Regions from separate parts of the Pan troglodytes genome. Here region 2 is linked to region 1. Evidence: chromatin contacts called from public Hi-C data. All regions are on one chromosome and are shown on one strand. The core of a region is the stretch at or near the end of the contact, and the rest is flanking DNA. Distances in the headings are between cores, read along the strand shown. Region 1 holds the start of SNTA1 (syntrophin alpha 1). Region 2 holds the start of C20H20orf144 (chromosome 20 C20orf144 homolog).

Evidence for each region. A called contact is a pair of places that touch in the nucleus more often than the background predicts.
Region 2: a Hi-C map of induced pluripotent stem cells shows a contact between it and region 1, with 3 times the contacts expected there. The contact joins the promoter of C20H20orf144 here to the promoter of SNTA1 in region 1. A contact is called at or near these places in 1 of 7 Hi-C or Micro-C datasets (induced pluripotent stem cells) and 1 of 1 datasets of contacts at active chromatin or transcription factors (stem cell-derived excitatory neurons).

Annotation. Positions count from the first base shown.
Region 1 is chr21:39,650,153-39,656,136 of NHGRI_mPanTro3-v2.0_pri, forward strand. It overlaps SNTA1 (syntrophin alpha 1), which reads right to left and starts at 3,258. Exons shown (of 8, transcript XM_003316860.4): 1 at 2,805-3,258. The coding sequence starts at 3,114.
Region 2 is chr21:39,868,562-39,874,545 of NHGRI_mPanTro3-v2.0_pri, forward strand. It overlaps C20H20orf144 (chromosome 20 C20orf144 homolog), which reads left to right and starts at 2,751. Exons shown (of 2, transcript NM_001044379.1): 1 at 2,751-2,908; 2 at 3,973-4,373. The coding sequence starts at 2,783. The coding sequence ends at 4,326. NECAB3 (N-terminal EF-hand calcium binding protein 3) reads right to left here. Exons shown (of 12, transcript XM_016947094.4): 6 at 694-830; 7 at 320-438; 8 at 1-167.

The DNA of each region.
Region 1 (5,984 bases), core at 2,008-4,507:
CTGTAGTCCCAGCTACTCAGGAGGCTGAGGCAGCAGAATTGCTTGAACCCAGGAGGTGGAGGTTGCAGTGAGCCAAGATCACACCACTGCACTCCAGCATGGGCAACAGAACAAGACTCCATCTCAAAATAAAACAAAAATACAAAAATTAGCCAGGCGTGGCGGTGTGTGCCCATAATTCCAGCTACTCAGGAGGCTGAGGCACGAGAACTGCTTGAACCCAGGAGGTGGAGATTGCAGTGAGCCGAGATCGCACCACTGCACTCCACCCTGGGCAACAGAGCAAGACTGTCTCTCACACACACACACACACACACACACACACACACACACAAAGGCAACAATGTGGGAACCCACTGATACCCCTCAAACCGGAATCAAGAGACAAGTCGGCTATTCCTATGGCCTCAAAAGACTGCTTTAGCAATCATAATGTTTTACAATCCAAAGTCCAGGCTGGAAACCAAAGCCTTAGAGTCTAGAGATTCTAAAAACCTGCCTGAATGGCATCTTGGATACAAAAGAAGCTAATACATTTTACTAAACATCTTTATTACCAAACTCTTAAATGCCCTTTTAAAATAAGAAATAGTAATAAGAGTTCACCTTAGTTGCACTTACCAAATGCCAAGCACTGTGCTAAATGCTTTCAATGTTGATTCATTGCGTCTTTACAATACCCCATCACATAGGTATGTTCAGTTTCCTATTAGGGAAACTGAAGTGTGGAGGGAAGCCCCTTGTCCAAGGTCACTCAACTAGTAAGTAGCGAAGCAAGTATTTGCACATAGGCCTCCAGGCTCCAGAACCAACACTATTAGCCCTACCACAGACGACAAGTCAGGCCCTCAGATATCACACTCCTGGCTCATCCCCAGAATACTGAAGATGAAGAATTAGTGGCCCAGAGTGGGAGGTCATTGTTCCAAGGTCACACAAGTCTGGTGGCGGAGCTGGGACTGGAACACCTCTCTTGACGCCCACACAGGCCCGACCGTTTGCTTATCTGCACAGAGCTTGAAGTCTAGGAGAGGAAGGGGTTTCTATTTATATCTGCCCTCCCCCACCTGAAACTAGGGGCTTCAGTTCAGTTTGAAGCTATGATCACTCATGGCTGCCTCAGACTAAGCTAGACTCTATAGGAGGGGTTACCATGGCAACAGGAGCCCAGATTTGGATCCAATGGAAATACCTGAAGTCTCCTAAAAGTACCCTCCCCTCCACCTAGAAGTATGGAGCTGGGGAGTAACTTTGTGTGACCTTGCAAAGTCCCTGCTCCTCTCTGAGTCTCAGTGTGTCCATCTGCAGAATGGAATTCTGTATGAATAAGTTCCTTCCTGCTTTGACACACTGAGTGTATAATTTTTGGATTCATCTGTTGCCCTATCCCATGCTGGAGATTGGGGGTAAGACTGGTGCCCACACCCTCATTTTCTCATTTCTCCTTTTTAGCCCCTCTTGGTTGGCTGCCTGGGGATCTGCCCTTCTACAGGAAAGAATCAACTTCCCTGAGCACTCTCTGAGGGACAGTAGCTGATAATTAAGGTTCAAATCCCAGCACTGACACTCACTATGTAATCGTGGGAAAATCATTTTAACTTTCTGAGTCTCAGTTTCTTCACCTGCAATATGGGAATTATACTCCCTACCTTTCACCACTTGTTGCCAGGATGAAGTGGATCATGAGACTAGTGTCCTGGGCACAGCACCTGGCACACAGTGGTGGCATTCACCACCATCCCCACCGCCTCAGCCAAGCCAAACGGTCTGGAGGCACTAGTCAACAGAACCAGTACCAGGGAGACCCCAGAGGGTATGGTATGTATTCAAGGTGGAGACAAAGGCTGATACCCTTTCCCAAAGCACCTGCTGGGGGCTGGGACCCTGAGAAACAGATGGGCAGGAATAGTGAACCCAGCAGCTGGGGGTGTGCAAGGATTTTAACAACTATGTTTAGTTGCTTTGGGAGTATCTGCTGGCCTCCATTTTTCCTCTCCGCTAACAGCAGTAATTAACTAGGCACCTACAGTGTGCTGGTGTGGTGAGCCCTGCTCTCAGAAACATCACAACTCTGTCATCCTCTTATACAGTTGAGGAAACAGATTCAGAGGCGGGGCGGGACTTTTGCAACCTCACACAGCTGATCCTGGATTCAAACACAGTCTGGTTGAACCCTAACTGCACCCCACTAGCGGTCAGTCCTGGGGGCTGAAAGCTCTATCCTGTGCAAGGTGGAGATAGTCAGATCAGGAGACCCAAATCCAGCTGTCAGGGCTCCCTGCAGCCTTCCTGGGTCCTTAGATTCCTAGGTCCTTGCTGGCCTTCTGCCTGTGACCCCAGCCTGTGCCTGCACCCAGGCCTCCTATCCACCCCTGTGCTTCCCAGACTCCAGGCCTCCCCTCTGCACCCACCTTGGTTGCTTCTCAGGGACTCCCTCCTCCCTGTCCCACTGGTGTCCCGGCCTCAACCCCCTTTCTCCACACTCTGCTTTCCGGGGGACCCCTCTTGTCCTTGATATTCATGCTCAGACCCCCCCGCCTCCACACAGAACTCCCACCCACGTGTCCTTGGTGCTCCCACAATCTTATCCACACCTGTGTCTTCCGTGCCCCCTAAGGCCACCAACTACTGAAACCCCCTCCAACCTTGGTGTGCCCAGTGCCCTCCGTGACCTGTTTCCTCAGACCCCCCTTACCCCTAGACAGGAAGCCTCCAGCTCCATGTCCTGGGCGCGCTGCCAGCCCCCTGCGCCCTCGGCTGCCCCCAGACACCACGACCCCGCGCCCTCGGTGTCCCGCGCCCACCTTTGATGCTGATGCCCAGCCCACCGGCGTCGGCCTTGCGCACCGTCACGCGGCGCCGCTGGAGCAGTAGCGCCTCTGGCAGCTGCGGGGGCCCGGCGCCCGGCTCCGCGGCGCCGTTGAGCTGCGCGGGCTCCTGCTCCCGCGGAGCGCCGGGCTCGGGACCAGGGTCGCCGTCGGCGGGGCTCACGGTCAGCACGTCCTCCGCCAGACTCAGCAGCACCCGCTGCCATCGCTCGCCGCCGGCCCCCGAGCCCGCCCCGGCGCGCAGCTCCAGTAGCCCGGTGCGCGGGGCGCGCCTGCCGGACGCCATCTTCGCCTCCGAGCCCCCGGGCCGCCGCGCTCGCCCTGTCCCGCCTTGCCCAGCCCGCTCCGACCAAGCGCCCAGGGCAGAGGGCAGCGGGGGCCCGGCTGGGCCAGCCGCCACCCTACCCCGGCCGCTGGGGGAGGAGCTCTGGGGGCGGGGCTACCCGGGGGTGTGGCCAGTGCTGGGGAGGGGGCCTCGGGCAAATGCAGGAGGCCGAGGCGGGGCCCGGGAGCCGAGGGCCGCCGTGTGGGACTACCTAGGGGGGTGGGTCAGAAGGGCGGCGGGGCGGGCCGCTAAGTAAGGCGAAAAGCCCGGGAGGCGTGGTGCTGGGCGGGGCGTCAGGGGGCGGGGCTTCGCGTCGGGGGCGGAACCCAGTGAGCCCGCCCAGGGGGCTCGGCGCTCGGAATGCCCATCGAGGGCCGGGACTGTAACTCCCGGACGTGGGAGCGCATGAAAAAGAGACAGAACCACGTATCCTGGTGCGAAGCACTGGGCATCGGGCTGGGCTGCATATGGCGGAGGGCTGGGCTGCGTATGGTAGAGCGTTGGACTCCAAGGCTTGAGTTTAAGAGGTAGACACCGGCTGGGCGTGGTGGCTCACGCCTGTAATCCCAACACTTTGGGAGGCCTAGATGACAGCCCAGAAGCTCGAGGCTGCAGTAAGCCGCGATCGCGCCACTGCACTCCAGCCTGGGTGACAGAGCGAAACCCTGTGTCAAAAAAAAAAAAAAAAAGGTAGATGCTGAGCCGCGAGAGACCTTGCGGGCACGGTTGCTAGTTGGGGAGCTGAGGAAGAAGTTGGTTTCCTATCGGGGAGGGCGGGGGGTGGGGGGTGGGGGTCGAGGCTTTGGTCTGTGGGCGTGGCTTATCGCTGGCGTGGCTTCTAAAGATGACAGGCCCCGCCCCCTGGAGGAGACAGCTACCGACACCGCTTAGGGCTTGGGGGAGGTGTGGGCAGGATCCCCACTTCAAAACTGGAGGGAAGTTTAAGAGATTAACCCCTGGCTGTGTTCACAGTCGAGTATAGAAAAGCCTGAAGTCCCACACTTTTGAGGCCTGGCAGAAAAAAAACAGAACTCCTGGTGTGTGGGAAGAGGGTTGCAAGGTGGGGCTCTGGGTCTGGGCGACTGGAGACATGGTTTCTAATCTTTGCTGCCTCTGTTAGCTCCAAGTCGACTTTGGTCCCCTCACGTCACTGCTCTAGGCCTCAATTTCCTCATCTGTAAAATGTGGATCATAATAATACCTACTTCACTGGGCTGGTGTGAGGATTAAATCAATGTGAAAACACGTGGTAAATTGTGACTCCCTATGCTATAGAAATAATCACTTTCATTTAGTGAATGCTTACTCTTACCTAGGGCTGGCAGAATATTTTCCAAGTGTTATCTTTACATTAGCCTCCTGGAGTAGCTAAGAGCACCCCCAGCTGGGCACAGTGGCTCACACCTGTAATCACAGCTGAGGTGGGAGGATCGCTTGAGCCTTGGAGGTCCAGGCTGCAGTGAGCTGTGATTGCACCATCACACTCCAGCCTTGGTGACAGAGCAAGAAAAAAGAGCACCCCTATTATACAGAAGGGAAAACTTGGATTTAGTCTAATTGGCCTAGGTCACACATTTATGAGTGAGGAAGAGCTGCGATTCAAACCCAGGCCTGTTTGACACCAGTGCCTGGGCACTGAACCACTCTGCTAGACAGCTGACAAATACAGAGGTAAAGCATGATTGTAATCTGACAAATACAGAGGTAAAGCATGATTGTAATCTGAAAAATCCACCACATCACACAGCTCAACTGGCCTTCATACCTGCTCCTTGTCTCTATCCTCCATTCCTAGCTGGGATATGTTGAGCAATAAATAAGTAGGACTACACCAGTGTTTAGCCTCCCTGAACTTTTGGGTAAAATCCTCCACATAAGATACCATCAAGAAAAAAAAGAGGGGGCCAGGTATGGTGGCTCATGCCTGTAATCCCAGCACTTTAGGAGGCCAAGGTAGGTGGATCACGAGGTCAGGAGTTTGAGACTCAGCCTGGCCAACATGGTGAAACCCCATCTCTACTAAAAATATAAAAAAATTAGCCAGGCGTAGTGGCAGACACCTATAATCCCAGCTACTCAGGAGGCTGAGGCAGGAGAATCACTTGAACCCGGGAGGCGGAGATTGCAGCAAGCAGAGATTGCACCACTGCACTCCAGCCTGGGTGATAGGGTGAGACTCCGTCTCAAAAAAAAAAAGAACAACAAAAAAAAGAAGGAATTGTTTTAAGTTAGAGTGGTAGGTGTCAAAACAGGAGAGACACAGGTTTTAAAAAAAGAACCCAGGGTCTTTTATACATATATATATGGGATGCCAAGGAGGAATGATCACTTGAGGCTAGGAGTTTGAGACCACTTGGGCAATTTCACAAGACTCCATCTCTACAAAATAAAGAAATTAGCCAAGCGTGGTAATGTGCACCTGTACTCCCAGCTACTTAGGAAGCTGCAGCAGGAGGCCTGTTTGAGGCTGCTGCTGTGAGCCACAATCATGCCACTGCACTCCAGCCTGGGTGACAGAGCAAGACCCTGTCTCAAAAATAAATAAAAGAAAGTGAGAGGAAGGAAGGAGAGAAGGGAGGCAGGGAAGGAATATAGCATTGTATATAAGCATTGATATCTTAAAAGTATGACTGTGCTTAAAGATTGTAGGACAGCCTGAGGAATTTGGGGTAAGCACTTGTGATAAATAACTACAGCCTACTTGGCTTGTGGAAGCTTCACTCCAATGGTAGAGAAGGGAGGGGAGGACAGACCCGGCAGGAGGCAAGAGACCAGCAGGGAATTGAAGCTCCTTTCCCAAGACCGAAGCCTGGAACCAGATCCTTAAAAGT
Region 2 (5,984 bases), core at 1,501-4,000, 220 kb after region 1:
GTGTGGGCCGGGCCTCCAGCATGGGCCTGGCTCTGGCAGATACCAGGAGGGTCCTCCCTTGTGGGGCCCTGGCCCCACGGCCCTCACCTTGCACTCAAGCTGGTCGATGAGCTCCTGGAGGCGGTTCACCTGGAGCCGCCACTGCATCTCGGCCTCTGAGCTGCGCCCTGTGTGTGGGGCCCGTGCAGGGTCAGGCAGGGGCCTCTCAGGTCCCGCAGGTGCTCAGAATGAAGTGAGGGGCAGTGAAGGAGCGGGCCCTGGGGGAAGGGGGGATGCGGTGCCTGCCTCGGCCAGGCCTCCCACCCCACCCCAGGCGCACCTGTGTCAGAAGAGCCGGGGGACCAGGTGGATGACCGGCTGACACTCCTCAGGGCTCGGCGTCCTGCCTGCCGGCTGCCGCAGAGCCTGCTCTGCGCCTCCACGCTCTCTGCGTCTGACCTAGAGGAAGTGAGGCTCACAGGGCTGAGGACTGGGGCCCCAGGACGGGATAAGCCTGGGTGGGGAAGACAAGCCTCCTGGGACTCCGAGGCCTAGCCCCAAAGCCAGTCTCATTTCACCCCACCATGGCTACCCTGCCATGGCTTCCCCGCCCGAAAATGCAGGCTCCAGGATGCTGGGACTGTGGGGATTTGGAATGGGGGTACAATGGGCGCTTGTGCACTAGCCCCACAGGTTGACAGCACCCTTACATACCGCCAGCCATGGGCCTGGGCCTCCAGGGTATCTGACGCCCCCTCCAGCGAGCTCTGCAGGGCTTGCAGCTGGCTCACCGTCTCCCGCAGCAGGAAGCGTGTCACAAACTGGTCCACTTTGGAGGCCCTCTCATACTCCTGTGGGCCGAGGAGGGACGGTCAGCATCTCCCAGCCCGGGCACTGATCTCTTGAGTGGGTCCCCTGCCTCTTGCCCATCAGAGCAGCGGTGGCAGTGCCAAGAGCAGGGGCACACAAACCTGGCACAGGCAGGAGGGTACTGAGACCTGATGGGCAGGGAGGGTCTGGATCCCTCCTTGTCCGGGACTGGCCTCCCTCCCCGGAGGTGTGAGGCCAACTCACAGGAGGCATCTGCCCAGCGAAGTGCCTGGCCTCTCTGGACCTCACGGCCCCTTCCCTGATGGGGCTACCACCTTCAGCACTGTCATAGCCAGTGAGTCCCAGGCACAGCTAGGCTGGGTGGGGGCTATCACGAGGTATCCAAGGGCCAATGTTGACACAAGGCAAAATAATGGCGTGGTGTGGCCCCAGACTCACAATCTACGTATTCACTCATTCATTCATTCGCTCATACACACAACACTGGGTGCTTTTTACTAGGAGCTGCTGATAAAAGACAATCAGGTTGCCATCCTCACTCACTCAAGACACACACGCCGGCACTGACCCCAACCGACACTGCCAGCCTCCTCCCAGCCCCTCTCAGGGTGGCAGAGAGGCAGGGAGGCTGCCCACATGCTAGGCCCTGCATGGCCCAGCATGGGATTCTGAGGCTCCTCAACTACCGTCAGTTCCTGGAGCTTCCATTTCCTCATCTATCAAACAGGAAAGATGAAACTCAGCACATGGAGCTGCAAGAACGTCCCAGGAGTTAATTCCTGCATAGGACTCAGCCCAGGGTCTGGCACGTAAGCTCTCGATGCCAGACCTGCCAGCCATCTATCGTCAAGTATAATACAATAAAGGGCCTGCCCACTTGTACACCCAGGAGTCACAGATGTCCTGAGAATTGCCTAACCCCTACCACACACACACATGCATCAGGGTGGGAGTCCTGGGGAGCTGTAGTCCAGGTGCCTGCCCTCTCCGAGGAGACTCCAGAAGCCCCATCCATCAGAGACTTCATCTCCTGCCATGACCTGCCTCAGCTCAGCCATCGGATGGGACCTCCTGGGCCAGGCTTATGAGCTAGGCGACAGGGACAGAGAAGAGGCTGGGTCTTTTCATTCTCAGACAGGCCAGGGTTTCTATCTCCATGAAATCTTTCCAAAAAATTCCTTTTTGGGTATTTGAGATGATTAGTTTCTGTTGCTTTCAACCAGAGAACAGACAGAAGCACCCACTCAGAGCCAGGCACTACTGCAAGAAGAATTTCATTTAGTCTTTTGTTTTTCTGAGAAAGAGTCTCACTGTATCACCCAGGCTGGAGTGAAGCAGCATGATCTTGGCTCACCGCAACCTCTGCCTCCCAGCTTCAAGCAATTCTCCTGCCTCAGCCTCTTGAATAGCTAGGTTTACAGGCCTGTGCCACCACACCTGGCTAATGTTTGTATTTTTAGTAGAGACGGGGTTTCACTATGTTGCCCAGGCTGGACTCGAACTCCTGACCTCAGGTGATCCACCCGCCTCGGCCTCCCAAAGTACTGAGACTACAGGCATTAGCCACCATGCCAAGCCTCATTTAACCTTTGTAACAATTTACAGGAACCATAATTGACCCCATTTTGCAGATGAGAAAACAGGTCCACAGAGGTTGATTACCTGGGCTAAGGTCACATAGCAAGTTAGTGGCAGGGCCAAAATTCATACCCAAACCACAGAAATCCCCCTCTATTCACCACTAAGCACCTTACATGCATTGCCTCATTTATGATCATTAGCCCAGTTTTACAGCTGAGAAACCAAGGCTAGAAGTGACTGAGTGGAGCCCAGATTCACCTGTGGGCCCTGGAAGGCGGTGCTCAGAGCCTGCAATTGGTGAGGTCAGCCCGTGAGGTCACAATGTTGCCAGGGCCAGGGGGCAGAGCAGACGGAGTGTGGGCCATCGTCCCCAGTAGTGACCAGCCCTGCCATGGGAAACTACAGTTCCCACAAAAGGACCAAAGCACCCAAGCAGGCCCGCAAGGAGAGGCCGGCTGACATGGACAAGGCCTGGTGGAAACCGTTCCTCAACCACCTCACTCGGAAGAAGCCGGCTGTGAGTGCGGGGGATGGGGAGCAGGGCTGGGGAGGCAGCTGGGGGGCAGAGAAAGCTGGACAAGTGGGTGGGAAGGGATGCTGGGAGTCTAGGCCTTGTATGCAGAAGTCCTAGGGGGTGAGGGAGGAATTCGAAAATCTCTCCCAAGGATGAGGATCCCAGGAGCCCATATGGGTGTGGATGGGGCTCCTTTCAAGGTGGCTCACGCCCGTAATTCCAACACGTTGCTAGGCCAAGGTGGGTGGATAACTTCAGCCCAGGAGTTTGAGATTGGCCTGGGCAACATAGGGAGGCCCCATCTCTACAAAAATAAAAACTTAGCTGGTTGTGGTGGTGAATGCCCGCAGTCCCAGCTACTCAGAAGACTGAGGTGGACTACGTGAGCCCAGGAGGTCAGGGATGCAGTGAGCCGTTGACAGCACCACTGCACTCCAGCCTGTAGGACACAGCAAGACCCTGTTTGACTCAGTCTTAAAAAAAAAAAAAGCCCAGAAGGGAGGGCAGAGATTCCAGAACCAGAAAGTGGATGAGACTTGAGAGCCCCGGGGGGTGAGCATGAGTGGGATTCTCTCCCAACCCTGGACGAACGGGTGGAGATCCCAACACGGAGAATCAGTTCTAGTTGGTACTACTGGAGCTAGAGGCAGGGGGAATTCCCTAGTGTCCTCTCTTCAGCTCCTAGGCTCAGAACTTCCCTGTCTCCCTCTCAAATGAGCAGAAGCCCTGGACCAGGCGGGGGTGGGAGGTGCTGAAAGCCCCTGACATAGGGCCTGGAAGGGATCTCATAAACTTAGACGGAGCTGGTCTCAGGAAGTCAGCCTGGGATGGATGAGGGTTTCCAGAAGGGAGGCGGAGTCCGGGGCGCCACGCAGGGAAGGGCGGGCTTCCCCGCGGCCTGAATTGGACAGGGGTCCCCTCCAGCCCTGTGCACGGGAGGATGACAGGACCCGGGTGGACGACAGGACCCGGGTGGACGAGGGTCCCAGGAGAAGCGCGGAGCGGCCCCGGGTCTTGGGCTCGGCCCTAGCGCGCTCTCTCGCCTCACGCCCCTGTTCCACCCCCAGACCAGGATCGTGCTGATTCTCCCCCTGGACAAGCGGCAGCCGCTGGCCAACGCTGGGCGACGGATTGACTACGCGTCCGGCGCCGGGCTAGGCTCCCCGGCGGCACCCAGATTGCGCGGAGCTGGCGAAGGTAGCGAGCGCGAGCCGAGGATGCCGGTACTGCTGCTGCTGCGGCGGCAAGAGGCGCGGCGGCCGGAAGAGGGCGGGGCCGGCGTAAGGGGCGGGGCCAGGGCAGCTCTGAGCTGGCCGCGGCTGCTCTCGCGCTTCCGGTCCCCGGGGAAGGCTCCCCGCGAAGCCGGCCCCGCCGAGGAGCAGCCGCGCAAACGGTGCCGCTGCCCTCGCCCGCGGCTTTAAACGCTTGGCCCGGACCCCGCCCAATAAAGAGTGCGTGGCAACCCTGGCGCCTGCGAACCCTGTCGGAGGCGTCTGGGCGCGGAGTCGGGGTGGGCAAAGCTCAGCCTAGGAGCCGCAGAGGGGTGAACGGGGCGTAATGAAGGCAGAGCCATCGCCACGGTCTGGAGCCAGGGCTGTCTTTTGCTTTCTCCTTCCTTGTGCCAAGGGTCAGAACAGAACCCCAAACCTTGCTACAGTGGCGGGAGGCAGTTTCCTTCCCCCAACACTCCAAACCCAGGTCACATCCTGCCCAGTCTGCAGGCTCAAGGGAGGTGGGCTTGGGCAAACCCAGGCTTGGCCACGCTAGTGAGAGGGACCTGCTTCCGGTAAAGCCTGACATCCCCCCAGCATCCAGAAATCCCTCTTAGGCATGAGGGAGGGTTCCAGGCCAACAGGCACCATCCTGGGTAAGAACAGCCAGGATGGCAGTCAGCTGGGGCAAGGCCTGAGACGTGGATTCTGCCTGGGGACGCACCCAGGAGAAGCTGGAAGCCCTGGGCCTCTCTCTGGCCCCTCACTCCTACACATTGTGCTTGGTAACCCAAAGCATTCAGGCCCCCCAGTCTTCCCCAAGGCACCTGTCTCCCAACCTACCCTGTCCCATCTCCTTCCCCACGTGACAAAGACTAATTCCAAACCACTTACCTGTCTAGGGCAGCTCACTCCCCTGCTCATAAGCTTTCAATAGGTCTCCATTACCAACAGGGAAAAAGCCCACAGCCTCGGTCTCACTCCCCAAATCACTTAGAAAAAGCCCTGCCACACTTTCTGTGGGCGGGATCCTGCTGCTGCTTCTCCTCACTCTCCCGGGTCCCAAATCCAGCTCCACACCCAATGCCACCCCTGGCCTGCCGAACCTGCAGCCCGCCTTCCTGCCACACTCTGGTGACCAACCTCAGGATGCCCTCTTTTGGGGGCAGATGCAGCAGGACTGAAGTCCCAGCTCACTACAGCCACCAGCCCAGCTTCTGCTGAAGATGCACTTTTGTCACCGTCACCAGGATGAACATCTCCTCCACCTTGCCTGCACCAGGCTGGAGGCTGCAAGAGCTATAACATCACTCCTGCTAATTGTGAGAACGGACTCTTCCCTACCATCCACATGGTTACAATCAGGGTAACCATGTTCTTCCATGGGGCTGCACCTCCTGCCCATACAGTGATTGGTCCAAGCTGGTCCTGTCAGCCCCTCCCCCTAGGACTGTGATTCAGGAGCTGTAAGAGACCATGTTCTCTACTTGAACATGCGCAGGCTAAGCCAGCCTTCAGAATAAAAACACAATGCAGGCCAAGTGCAGTGGATCACGCCTGTAAACCCAGCATTTTGGGAGGCTGAGGCAGGCAGATCACGAGGTCAGGAGATCGAGACCATCCTGGCTAACACGGTGAAACCCCGTCTCTACTAAAAATACAAAAAACTAGCCAGGCATCATGGCGGGCGCCTGTAGTCCCAGCTACTCGGGAGACTAAGGCAGGGGAATTGAACCCAGGAGGCAGAGGTTGCAGTGAGCTGAGATCACGCCACTGCACTCCAGCCTGGGCAAGAGAGCGAGACTCCATCTCAAAAAACAAACAAACAACACAATGCAGTGCACATCCTGGGTTCCCCACAGCCCCGC